2 separate regions of the Macaca mulatta genome follow, and region 1 is linked to region 2. A link is a contact called in public Hi-C data. All regions are on one chromosome and are shown on one strand. Each heading gives the region's core, a stretch centred on a gene start, on an enhancer-like site or on the middle of the called end of the contact. The rest is flanking DNA. Distances are from core to core; before and after follow the strand shown.

The links. A called contact is a pair of places that touch in the nucleus more often than the background predicts.
Region 1: a contact with region 2 is called in a Hi-C map of fetal cortex germinal zone, with 9 times the contacts expected there. The contact joins the promoter of SSBP3 here to the enhancer-like site in region 2. A contact is called at or near these places in 9 of 14 Hi-C or Micro-C datasets (CD4 T cells, blood, cortical neurons and 6 more).

Annotation. Positions count from the first base shown.
Region 1 is chr1:186,197,721-186,204,352 of T2T-MMU8v2.0, reverse strand. SSBP3 (single stranded DNA binding protein 3) reads right to left here and starts at 3,143. Exons shown (of 18, transcript NM_001261084.1): 1 at 3,001-3,143; 2 at 1,917-1,989; 3 at 1,636-1,697. The coding sequence starts at 3,056.
Region 2 is chr1:186,115,853-186,122,605 of T2T-MMU8v2.0, reverse strand. No RefSeq gene overlaps it. Among named protein-coding and RNA genes, the nearest start is that of ACOT11, 52 kb to the right of the region's middle. Within about 2 kb of position 2,540, at least 28 of the 40 cell types and tissues checked have an H3K27ac peak or open chromatin away from gene starts, as enhancers often do. A contact at or near this core is called in CD4 T cells, blood, fetal cortex germinal zone and 1 more, where this site is marked.

The DNA of each region.
Region 1 (6,632 bases), core at 1,894-4,393, 81 kb before region 2:
GCACCAAAACCAAAGTCCGACTCCTGGTCCAATGCTCTTGTCCTCGTCACAAACAGGCAGCTCTGCAAGTCATCAGACAAGCATCTCACTCAAGGTGTGTGAATAATGCAGCCTGCCCCTCACCAGACAAGCTCCACTGCTTCCTCCTTGGGTCATTTTGCTCAGTGTCAAATCGCAGGAACCAACTTCTACCAAACAGGACCACAGCCACTCATAAGCCACCATCGCCCGGGCCTCACACAACAGACTCTACGTTCCTATGCCTGAGATAAGGATGGAGAAGTTTCAGGAGCTCCTGGATATAACAGGAAAATCAGGGACTTCTACTAGCTGCAGAGAGGGGCTAAAGAACATTTCTTTCTGTCTTCTGGAACTGTACACATCTGATTACCTCCTCCACACGTTAAAGGTTTCCAACACTACATATTCCCCAGCGCCTTCACTCATAAGCCTAAGTAACCTTCAATCATAAGCCTAACTTTCTACAAGATCCAAGCCGATCAGAGCTGCCAACCCCATCCACACACTCCCTCCAAAAACAGCCACAGAAAACCTATCACCCACTCCTACAGGTGGAATCCTTCCGCCACACTAATGCCTCCAAGACCTGCAGTTCCGAGGTTGGCAGAAGTAATTAAAAACTCATTTTCTCTGCACAAGTTAGAACAGACACTTCATCCTCCTGCTGTTCTAAGACTTAGAACAGTAACCTGAGCTGGCAGGTAAACCCGCTAAGATGCCAACAGACATGAGACAGGACACACCGTTTTGTTGAACTCCATCAAAGTATCAAAAGCCACTCTGCTTTCTTTTCTGTTTCAAAAGGATGTTAAAGACTCCACCAGTCAGTGGCACAAAACACCGGGGTCATACACTTAGGGCAACTGGGTCCGGCTGACCCTAAGCTCCCTCTTGGCTGTCGTATACCCAACAGAGACCAAACCTGCGGTGGCCCCACACCCAAAGGACACAGAGACCTGGTAAGAGAGTCACAGAGAGTGGGAGCCCCTAACTACAGACACTGTGAGGTCGACTCTGACCAGTTAAGGTTCTGCCTAAAACAACACTTTGTGGTTTTAGTGGGGGAGGGGGGCGGGGAGCTCCCAGAGGAAAGGAAGGACCAGTCAGTCTGAATCAGTATCTTTAAAGGAAGTGGCAGCCCTTTCTTGCTTTTTCTCAGGGTGCCTGGAAAAAGCCCCGTAGATGTCCTATCTTAAGGTTGTAAGCTCCGAGGAGAAAAAGGAACGGACAGGCTAATTGTAAAACAGACCTGGTATCCCCTCCACGCCGCCCCACCCCCACTCCTCTAATTAAAGCAACATGCAGAATTGACAAAAATCCTCCAATGTTTTTTCAAACCCTTGCCTAGAGCCCCAGAGTGAGATGTAAAAGTAAGGAGTTTCTACCCCAACATCACAGATTATTTTGTCGTTTTTCCCCAAAACTTCAGGTAGCATCCTCTTCTGCCCTTTTCCTCCTTGGCCAGCTGGGCCGGAGTGCCTCGAGGTGCCCCGCTCTGTGCAACGCGGAGGGCCACAGGGTGGAGGGCCTGCTCCAGGCCTCCCTTCTTTGTTCACTTGGACCCAGGGCTCAGAACAAAACAAACACACATGCAAAACTATCACACAAACTTACCACCACCACGAGTGCAAAAACCCAGGCGGTTCTCCCAACGTGATGTTTTTTTCCCATCGAATCTGGAAAGGTAAGAGCGGAGGCAGCTTAGAGGAGTAGACACGGGGTGGGCTGGGGGCTTCCTAGAGCCAAAAGGCTGGGAAGACCAACTAACAATAAATGCCAAAAGGTGATAAAAATTCAAAATGGTGGCCACAGTGGCTGCTCCTGAAAACAAAGGCTCTAAGAATAGTGGGGAGGGGGGTGTCAAGAAATTGGATGCTGGGGGGAGTCCCACTCACCTCCGATAAGAAGGTCTGTGCAGATTTCTGTGCTCCTACGTGCAGTAAATATTCGTAGACGTATAAAGCTAACCTGGAAAGTGGGCAGGGAGCAAAGAGAGAGGGGAAGGAGTCAGATCCCACCGGCGCTCTCCAGGACCTTGCCAGCAGGCTTTGAGCCCTGTCTGCGCCGTCCCATTGTGGCCCCGACCAGAGGTAAGCAGCTAGCTAACCCCAAACAGGGCCGCCAGGTGCGAACAGTTAGGGGGTGGGGACCGGGGAACGCGTTACCTCAAGCAGTGAGGGATGGAGAGCAGCCCCAAACTTGAACTTCCAAGTCGCGTCGGGGACAAACCCACCTAGGTTCCTCAAACTCGCAAGCCACTCGACCCCACAGCCACCTTGCCTTTCCCGACCCAGTCCTCGCTACGCTCTCCCCGGCTTTGGAGGTCCAGGGAGACTCAGCCCTGGACTCCGGGTGCTTGGCGCGCTCTAGAGAGGGCAGCAAAGCACCACCCTCGTCACCTCCCCCCAAACAACTGTGCCCCAAGTCTGGGGCCAAGCCGGCGCCACCGTCGCTGCCTAGCCCGGCGTCCGAGGACGCGGACCCAGTGACGAATACGAGGGCAGGGAAGGGAGAGCGCTCCCGGCCGAACAAAGCCCCCGGCACGCACTCCTCACGCCGCCGGCGGACAAAAGGAGGCTTCGGGGCTGCAGAAGCCACGCGCCCCCTGCCCGCGCCCGGTGGGCAAAGTGCGGCCACCGCGGCGAGCGCCCGGCTGGAGCGAGCGTCCAGGCTCGCTGGCGGGACCTCGCCCACCACTCACCGCGGGGCCCCGCGCCCGGCCCGCGCCACGGCCACCAAGTACCTCCTCCGGCGGCTCCCCCCGCCGCCCCTTCCCCGATCTCCCAACCTCCGCCGGCTCCCAACAATGGGTTCTCCCACGCCGCCCGCCCCGGCCTCGGGGAAGGGGCCAGGCAGGCGGCGCCTGGACCCGGGGGCCAGAGGGCGCAGCAGCCCCCGGCCCCCGCCCGCCCACCTGCCTCCCACCGCCCGCCCGCAGCCCGGCGGCGGCGCGGCCGCCACTTGCAAAATAGGGCTTACTTTTCCCGAGCCTGCCCGTCCGAGGGCACCGCCGAGCCTTTGCCTTTGGCAAACATGGTTTGCAGGGAAGAGGGCGCCGAGCCTCGCCGCCGCCGCCGCCGCCGCTACCGCTCCGGCTCTCCCGAGCTGCCCCTCGCTCCCGGCCCCCTCCCCGGCGCTCGCTCGCTCTCTCGCTCGCTGGCGCTCTCCTCGCCGCGCTCCCCTCCCTCCCCCCCAGGCGCTGGCTCCGCGCTCTTTCCAGCTGTCAAAGCGTCAGCCCCGGCCGCGGCCCCATCGCCCTGGAACTCCTCCCGCGCCGGCTCGGCCTGGAGTGCCGCCGCCGCCGCCCGCACGGCCGCCCGCTCTCCGCTCGCTCGCGCGCCCTCCCGGCTCCGCCTGCGCCGCCCTCTGCGCCTCCAACACCGCTGCCGCCGCCGCCGCCGCCGCCGCTGGTCTACTTGGAGCTCAACCGAACGTGGCTACCCGGGCGAGGGAGCGAGGCGGGCGGCAACGTCCCGCGATGGATGGCCGCGTCGACCAATCGGCACACGCGGGGGCGGGCCCGGGCCGGCCGGGAGGGACGCCCTGACAGCGCCGGCCGCGGCAGTCCCCGCTGCGGCCGCCTCCGCGGAGCCGCTGCCTGCTCCTGCGAGCGAACTGGGGGCGTCCGGGGGCGCGAGCCTCTCTTTTCTGTCGCCGGGGCGGGGGACGACGTGGATCGGGCTGGGGGCACCCTGGTCTCCTCGCCCCAGCGAGGAGGGGGATCTGACTGGCGCTCCCCGCGGCGTGGACCACTGGGGGTTAGGGGGGCGCTGCGGCAGCGTCCGGTGGGAGGGGGCGCAGACCCCCAAGCGGTCGCCGCTCTCTCCCTCCTGCCACGTCCGTCTCCCTTATCTGCTCCTCACCTCCCCCCCGCCGCGGCCCGCGCCAGCCCAGCCCTTATCTCGCCCTTCCCTCTCGGTAGTCCTCCCCCTAGGCTCCGACCCCGAGCCCCTCCCCAGACTCCAGCCCGGCCCCCAGCCCGCCCCGCCCCCGGGCCTCACTCTCGCCCAGTCTAGCTTCCGAGCGCCGGGCCCGGGGCTCCACGCTGAGAGCGGCGCGGCTCGAGCCGGCGCCGAGGCGCGCGGCTGCTCCTTTACTAGATCATTAAAATACTTTGGAAAACCCCAAAGTGGAGCCGCGCGAAAATGGCCTTTGGCGTGCTTTGGGGAGCTGGGGGGGTTGGGGACAGGGGACTTCAACTAAGAGGAACGAGAGTGATTTCTCCCAAATTTCCAAGGTTTGCCAGTCCTGGCAAGTTAGCCCTTCGGCTTCTCCACGGGAAAGGGTGCCACTCGGGGATGGGGGGGCGTCACCTGGGCGGCCTGCGACGCGGAATGCGCGCCACAGAAATGTGCAAACTTCAAATAAATGGAGCTAAATTGGGGAGTAGGGGACGAGAGTCAGGCGTAGGGGGAGGGGAAGCTTCCATTGTCAGTGACCCAGGTGTACAATGGGAAATTGAGGGGGGCTGGCAGAGTGACCCAGCTATTTGCTGCTGACTCCTTTCTGCCCACGCCGAGAACCCAGAAGACACACTGCGTGCCCCTCATTAGAGACTCTTAAGACCAGGTACCGGCGAAATAGGGGAAGGCTCCCCCATTTTCAGACTGTTTTTAGAGAGCGGATCTCTTTAAATGGGATAAAACACTGTCGGCACTGTCTCTTTAAAAGAGTCAAGCAGAAAAAGCTGTGTAAGCGCTGATTGGCTGCCTGTTTGGATACATCTTTAGGGGAGCCTTGAAACTGTTAGCCTAGGTTGATTTTTTTTTTTTTTTTAACTGCGCTGTTCCAATAAACAAGTAACGCCCCTCCCCCTAACATGCCTCGCACCAAACAATTAAAGGATAGGTCAGTGTCCTGGGGAAAACACGTTTCAAGTAGGAAAACTCAGAACTAGATTTCAACAAAATAAACAATAATTCCCTACCATTAAAGTTTGCTTATTTTGATCTGTAGAAGAGAGAAAAGGGGCTTTTAAAAGAAATGCCCCGCAGCTAAAGGATCTGCGTTGGTTCAGGAAGGAGACTCTGGGTGCATTTTTGGAATAATATTCTACTCAATGTAACAACCTCCTTAAATTAGAATACAGCCAGGCCCTGCGGACACTTCCGGACTCACTCTGCTCCCTTCCAGGACCCAGCGCTCACAGGGGAAAGGGGCAGAAAAAAGGAACGCTGAGACCTAGTTTATGGGCGTCTCTGTGCTAGTCCCTATTTTAAAGGTTGTTTTGTGAATGAGGGAAGCATGGAGGTTGGGAGTTGGAATACAAGGATAGAGGAGAGAAGGAAATAATTACAGTTATTTTTTCCCCTAGGCAGTTTAAATTCAGTAGGGCTAACTTAAGGTACCTTAGAGCCCACACTAATTAAATTGGCCTGCTCATACCCTTCCCCTGGTCTTCCATCTATTTTGAATGGGCTAGGAATGGCCAGGGATGGCTTGTCAACAGACTGACTCACAAGAAGCCTGACTCATCTTGTGTCTGCAAGGCCCACAAATTAGGAGTATCGGTTTGGTCCTGGCTAAAAAAAGAGAAGACACTGCCCTTCTCCGGCCCTACTATGACCCAGGACTCTACCAGATTGGCCATGCCTCTACCAACTTCATGGCTGCAACACAAGCATATCTATTTGAGCATCAGTTGCTTCATCTGTCAAATGGCAAAGGGAGGTTAGAAGATCTTCAGTATCAAGGCCGGGCGCGGTGGCTCACGCCTGTAATCCCAGCACTTTGGGAGGCCGAGGCGGGCGGATCACAAGGTCAGGAGATCGAGACCACGGTGAAACCCCGTCTCTACTAAAAATACAAAAAAAAAATTAGCCGGGCGCGGTGGCGGGCGCCTGTAGTCCCAGCTACTCGGGAGGCTGAGGCAGGAGAATGGCGTGAACCCGGGAGGCGGAGCTTGCAGTGAGCCGAGATTGTGCCACTGCACTCCAGCCTGGGCGACAGAGCAAGACTCCGTCTCAAAAAAAAAAAAAAAAAAAAAAAAAAAAAAAAAAAAAAAAAAAAAAAAAAAGAAGATCTTCAGTATCTCTTGATAATCTGATGTGCTACAGTGTTAAGATTTCCCTTCTATATTTTTCTCTCCCTACCACCACCCTGGAAAAAGGACAAAAGGACTAGCACCTCCTTTCCCATGTGACAAGAAGAGAAGGGTAGTATTCAGAGACCCTGTGCCAGGCATTCTGTGGTCAGCCCTTTGCTGGAACTTGACACAACAAAGCTGCACGTTGGTTGGTAGATTCCTTGTTGGAGCTAAAAGAGATGGTGAGAGAGTCCAGGCAGAGAGAGCAGGGAGAGTCTTAGCCACCCCTCACCCCTGCTGGCTAGAAGATTGCTGAGGGGTTCCCTGGAAGTGGGACCACTCAGCAGCCCTAACTAGGTGTGTGGCTGCTGGCACAATTATCCAAAATGTGGTCAGATCAGAAGCAAGTCCAAACACCCATGAGCAGCACTCAAGGCCCCAGTCTACCTTTCGCCTCTGGATCTCCCCAGGCCCCATCTTTGGGCCTGATGTCTCTCTTCCTGGAATGCTTCCTGCCCCACCCAGTTCCCTTCTTCTGCCATCCTTTCAGGCTAACATCCCCTCCGGTGCCATCTCCTCCACAAAA
Region 2 (6,753 bases), core at 1,291-3,790:
CCTCCTCTGGGGTCTCTTATTTTTTTCTGCTTTTAAAATTTCAGTCTCAGTTGTGCCACTGCTCTCCAGCCTGGGTGACAGAGCGAGACTCCATCTCAAAAAAAAAAAAAAAAAAAAAAAAGTCAGCCTCTGGTGCCTGGGTGCCTGTTCTATAGGAGACTGCATCGCATCTCTGCACCCCTCAATCCCTATTCCCACACAGCCTTGCTATTCAGAACTGGAACCACAGTGTCTCTTTTTTCTTTTTTTCTTTCTCTTTTTTTTTGAGACAGAGTCTGGCTCCGTCGCCCAGGCTGGAGTGCAATGGCACAGTCTCGGCTCACTGCAACCTCCACCTCCCAAGCAGGTTCAAGCGATTCTCTTGCCTCAGCCTCCCAAGACGCTGGGATTACAGGCGCCCCCACCACTCCCAGCTAATTTTTTTTTTTTTTTTTGTATTTTTAGTAGAGACAGGGTTTTGCCATGTTGGTCAGGCTGGTCTAGAACTCCTGCCCTCAGATGATCCACCCACCTCGCAAAGTGCTGGGATTATAGGCGTGAGCCACTGCACCCGCCAGGCAACCACAATGTTTCAAATCAAAGCTCACTTCTGACCCCCTCCCACTCCCTCATCTGCATGTACTAAAGGGACTGAGGAGCCCCCACCCCACCACACCCCACCTCACCATCTCTGACTGTGTCCATTCCTCCCTGGCCACACTAACTCTGCTTAACGTTGCTGGTTTTACTGCACCTCTCTCTGCCCTCTGGTCTCTTTGCTTTTTAACACTCAGCTCTGTTCTGTCACTTCCTTGGCCAGAAAGCTTCAGGCTCCCCACTTCCCAAATTGTCTGAGGGAAAAAGCCCCAACTTCTGCCCCTCCTAGGCTTGGGGTCCCAAGACCTAGCCTATTCCCAACCCCTTTCTGTTTTCCACGCTCCATTCATTCAATGTGCAAATATTTGTTGAGCCCTTACTATGTGCCAGGAATTATGTTGGGCATTCAGGAGATTGTTGATGCACAAATGCACAGAAACCAAGTGTGTTTTGAGAGCTCAGGGGTTCAGGGGCTCTGAGGAGGGGCACCGAATTGAGAGAGGGACTGGGCTGCCGCCAGCTCTCTTCTCACTGGTTTCCTGTTTACCATTAGCAGCTGCCCATCCCTCCTTAGCGCATAAATACCCAAGTGAACCTTGGTATGTTTTCAGACCCGCAGCTCAATCACAAGCATGAAGCAGGCGACTTGAAATCCATCTTTAGCTGCCTTGAAAACCTGCACAGGACCCCCTTTAGATTCTTCCTGCCCACACTCTCCCCAAGTTCTGTCTTCCTCTCCCCCTTTTGAGGACATATGGCCCCTTGAAGTTTTTGTTTGCTTGCAGTAGGAGAAAAACAGCTTTAAGTGTAGGGGGTTTTTCCTTTTTTTTTTTTTAAATTTTTTTTTTGTTAAGCATCAAGAGACACAGCAATCTGCTTGGAGATACTGTACGTGCATAATTAATAAAATCGCATTATTTATTTATAAAGAGACACACGAGGAACGGGAGAATTAGGGCTATCCCCATTATATATGAAGAGAGAGAGAGAGAGTGGAGAGGCAAAAATACTTTTTGAACATTAGATCCTTCCAGAGAAGTGTCTCGTAATAGGCGGTGAATAAAACGGCCTGTGCTCCTCATCGAAGCCCTGTGCCCAGAAGGCATCAGAAAGCAGAAACCTGGTTTAGGGGCTTAAAAAAGGAACAGGATCGATGTGGCGCTCGCAGTGCCCAGCATGCCGGCGTTGAGTAGTTGGCAGGAGAGCAAGAGAGAGAGGAGGCGCGGTTGAGGGTTTGGCCGCCGGGATAGAGGCTTGAGAGCCAGTCTGGGGCTTCCAAAAGAGGGGGCCTTGGGCCACAGAATCTCTGGCAGGTGGGGGAGAAACGGCTACCCCACTCGGCACCGCATAAATAACCCAGATGCCGGCGAAGGGGAGCCCCTGGTTTCGATGAGACCACTGCAAGCCAGGTCACATGAACTTGGTGGTGGTGAGGGGGTTCTAGATAGCAGCTTTGTCCTTGGACCTCTGCATCCCGGATGCCCGGGCAACACCGCCAAAATCAATAACCCAACTTATTATATAACAGCCTCGGAGACCGGGAGGCAGGGGTCAGGTCCTCCCAGGCTTCTAGAGCTGTCGGTGGACCTTCTCTCTCCTTGTCTCTCTCCCTTTCATTTTTTCTTGAGACATGCTTTAAAATAGAAAACAGGCTTGTGTAGGAACCAAACACATAGAAAGGGGGTGGTTTGTAGGGATTTTTCCCCCCATCTCCCTCGAGGGCAAGCAACTCCTGCAGCGCCACTCTCGGCCTTCCCCGGGCTGTGGGCTTGGCACGGGGGGCGGCGCTGGGGGAGCGGCGTCGGCCGGGGCAGCAGCCTCCGCAGGGTTACCCGGACGCGTGCAGGGAAACGTCTCAGCAATTCCAGCGCCCGAGCGGAGCGCGCGGGGGGGTGGGGGCGCGCGGCGCGGGGCACCTTGAAACCGCCGGCGGCCGCGCGCTGATTGGCCGAGCCGCCACCTCGGCGTTCCAGCCAGGCTCCCCTCCCCCCGCGCCGTCCACCCCGGAAGGAATTTCCTCCTCTGGCGGCCGCTATTGTTGTCCACCTTCGCTGTTTGGGTCGGATCGCGTAACCATAGTATCCAAACTGTGACTGTGCGGGGCCCTAGCCTGGGACCCCTGTGCCCCCACCCCCCAGCCAACCCCCCACTTTTTTTTTCTTTTTGCAGCCTACTTATCATGACTTCATCGGACTCCGGGGAGCGGGAAAGGGGGTTGGGGCGGGGAGCGGGGAGCGGGCCCGCTTCTGGCGGCCCTTCGAGATGTTTTCAATTATAATTTTTAAAAAAGTCTGCTTTGTGGGTTCGGGGCTTAAAAATTCTTCCTACTTGCCCCCCTCCCCATGAAACCGTTGGACCAAACTTGAATGGGGGTTTCCTCCTTTTCCCCTTTACGGTCTATGCTCCAGCCCCTGACTTTACGGCTCACGGCTGGGGGTTGGGGGAAATTCGCAGCAGGAGTCGCCCCCCACAAAACGCTACCCTTCGGATCGTGGCTGTGTCCTAGCCCCTGGGCTTGGGTTTGAGCTGGGGAAGCGAGGCTGGTGGTGGGGTGGAAACATCACCCACTGCAGCAACCCCCACTCTGGGGCGCTTCCTGGCAGGCTTGGGGGATCCCCGGAGATGGATCTGGGGTAGGTGGTACTGGGTGGATGCCCATCAGACATCGGGGAGGGGTGACGGGGTTAAAGGGGAGACAGGGGAAGCAGCTGACAGGTTATTGGAAGAACAAGCCCCCTCGCCCCTCGAATTTCTCCCACGAGTCTCTGAGCTCAGACATCCTAGTCCGCGCAGGCAGCCCGAGCCGAATGCCTGCTCCCAACCCCGGCCAAAAAAAAAAGAAAAACCAACCCCAGACAAAAACCCTGTCCCCAGAAGTACGGCTAGGAGAGGTGGGGAGCCAGCAGCAAGTCCGCACCGAGCCGGCTGCGCGCAGCGCGGGAGCCCCCGGGCTGGGGCCGGCAGCGGGGGGCGGTATGAGTGCCGGGCGGTGGAGGGGTTGTCCAACATTCCCAGAACTCAAGTATTCTCCCGGCGCTGGGCCGGGCGGGGGCAGTGGCGGCAGCGGCCCAAGTTCGGGGCAACACTGCCCCCTAGGGGCCGCCACGGCAGGTTTGCAGCTGGGGCGGCGAGGGGTCTGGAGTTTCGGGTCTAGCCCTGGGACCAGGCACTTTACTTTGGCCCACTGTGTTTCACCGGCCAGCGGAGCCGGGGAGTACCCGGGCGGGGCTACCGTGATCCCCTGGCAGACCACTGACAGGCCAGAGGAGAGCCTTCAAGTGCCAGTTCAGGGAGCTGGGGAGATATGGTAGTAGGGTTTGTATTTTTGCTCTAGAATTTAAAACTTCGGCAGACAGTTTCCCATAAGCTCTCAGTGATGGATGGGAACTTAAGATCATTGACTGAGTCCCCTCATTGTGCATTGGGGAAACTGAGGCCCAGAGACGGGAATGATTTGCTCAGGGATATGGAGTTTGAACCTAGTCCTCCTGGTTGTCATCTGGGGACCTGTGGCTTTTTTGGTGCTCACGGAGCCCTCTTTGATTCCTCTGACACTGATGGCTCCCTATCAGAGAGGCATCACCGCTCTCATTTTACAAATGAGAAATCAGAGAGGTCTCGACTTGCTCAGAATTTCTCCCACGGGTCTCTGAGCCTGCCATGGTCCCTGGGCTCACACAGCCCATCTTTTTTTCCAACCCTCTAGACCATAGGAACTTGGGGGACTTGAACCTTAGGGTCAATCAGCAGGCCAGCTTTCTGCTCTGGGGCCCTATGGTATTCTACAGTCATCCCTTCCAGACCTGGGTGGAGGTGGCTGCTCCAGACTGGTGGTGGGGCAGGGGTAATCCAACAGCAGGGTTGAGTTTGCTGAAATCTGGGCTCTTGGCCTCTAAACAGCTGCCATCTCTGGGCCTCAGCTCCCCCATCTCTAGAATGGTTGGTAGCAAGAGGATGGAGAAGGCGTCTGGCAACTCCCAGTCGGGGGTGACACTGTACGGCCCCGCCTCTTTGGTCTGCCATGCCCGCTCCTCTCCTTCCCTTCTAGGTTGGGGTCTGCAGGCTAGCTTTCTCCTGCCCTCCCTTCCTCCCTCCCTGCAGGGCTCCTGCGGCCGCCCCTCCCTCCTTCCCCTCCCGTCTCCCCTCCCCTTCTCTCCTCTCCTGGCAGGCGCAGAGCTGACTGCGGGAGGGAGCGGTGGGCACGGAGCCAGCAGAGCGTCAAGTCAACCCCTGGGGAAGACGGGGCGTGGGGGGCTGCTGGCTGCTGCTGAGGCGCTGTCAGAGGCTGCAGCTCTGCGCTGGCGGGGGCAGAGTCCCTAGGGGTTATTTGTGTCCAAGGTAACTGGTGTCCGAGCTTGCTGCTAGCCTCCTCCCTGTCCCTAGAGACCAGGGGAACTGCTCTGGGAGTCATCTGGAGACCTCCCTCTCCCTCACTGCCCACGAGCAGTCAGGCATCAAGTCTGGGCCTTTCTCCCCTTAAATATCTCTCGTCCGGTTTCCTCAGCCACTGCCTTCTGATCTCCCAGGGGCTCTAAACTGTCCCCTCCAGGCCTTCCTCCAACACTGGGAACCTCTCCTGTGAAGCCCGGCCTTCTGCTGCCCTCATGGCCAACCCTCTGGCACCTGGGCCTGCCCGCCTGTGCAGCCTCATTTGGAGTCTCTCCCTGACACAGATGTTCTGTCCTGGTGACATTGCATGTGACTTCTGGAGCCTGCCATGCTCCCTGGGCTCACACACGTCATCGGTCAGGTCCTGCCCAGCCTTGGGGACACTGAGGTGAATAACTCCAGTCCTTCCCTGCAAACAGCCCACAGACCTGTGGGGGAGACCCCCGGCCTGGTCACTGAATGATTATAGCAGAATGGGGTCTTAAGAGGACCCTTACCCACCCTGGGGGGAAATCAGGGAAGACTTCCTGCAGGAGAGGGGGCTTGTGCTGAGTGCAGAGAGAGGAGTAGAGGTAAATGGGGAAGACTCCAGAGAGAGGGAGCGTGGTGGGTAGGCATAGTTCTGAGAGAGCATGACTCCTAGGGCAGTGATAAGAGTGTAGCTGAGGTGTAGAGAGAGATAAAGCTGGAGGGAGGCAGGTCCAGGTGGTCCCTGTGTGTTGGCCTAAAGCACCGGGACTTCCGTGTGCAGATCACTGGGAGCCACAGCGGGCCCTGAGCCCTGGGCTGGACTGCATGTTGGGAACACTCTCCCTCTGGTTTCAAGAGGGAGAGTGTTCTGGGGATACAGAAATGACTTTTTTTTTTTTTTTTGAGACAGAGTCTTGCTCTGTTGCACAGGCTGGAGTGCACTGGCATGATGATTTCAGCTCACTGTAACCTCTGCCTTCTGGATTCAAGCAATTCTCTCCTGAGTAGCTGGGACAAAGGTGCCCGCCACCATGCCTGGCTAATTATTATTATTATTTTATTTTTATTTTTTTTTTGAGACGGAGTCTCACTGTGTCACCCAGGCTAGAGTTCAGTGGCGCGATCTCGGCTCACTGCAAGCTCCGCCTCCTGGGTTCGCGCCATTCTCCTGCCTCAGCCTCCCGAGTAGCTGCGACTACAGGTGCCCGACACCATGCCCGGCTAATTTTTTTGTACTTTTAGTAGAGACAGGGTTTCACTGTGTTAGCCAGGATGGTCTCGATCTCCTGACCTCATGATCTACCCGCCTTGGCCTCCCAAAGTGCTGGGATTACAGGGGTGAGCCACTGCGCCAAGCCTAATTTTTTTTTTTTTTTTGATATGGTGTTTTACACTTGTTGCCCAGGCTGGAATGCAGTGGCACAATCTCGGCTCACTGCAACCTCCGCCTCCTGGGTTCAAGTGATTCTCCTGCCTCAGCCTCTCAACTAGCTGCGATTACAGGCACTGCCACCACACCTAGCTAATTTCATCGTGTTTATTTATTTTTTTGAGACAGAGTTTTGCTCTGTTACCAGGCTGGAGTGCAGTGGCATGATCTCGGCTCACTGCAACCTCTCCCTCCCAGGTTCAAGCGATTCTCCCGCCTCAGCCTCCCAAGTAGCTGGGACTACAGGCACGTGCCACCACACCCAGCTAAGTTTTTTTTTTTTTGAGACGGAGTCTCGCTCTGTCGCCCAGGCTGGAGTGCCGTGGCCGGATCTCAGCTCACTGCAAGCTCCGCCTCCTGGGTTCACGCCATTCTCCTGCCTCAGCCTC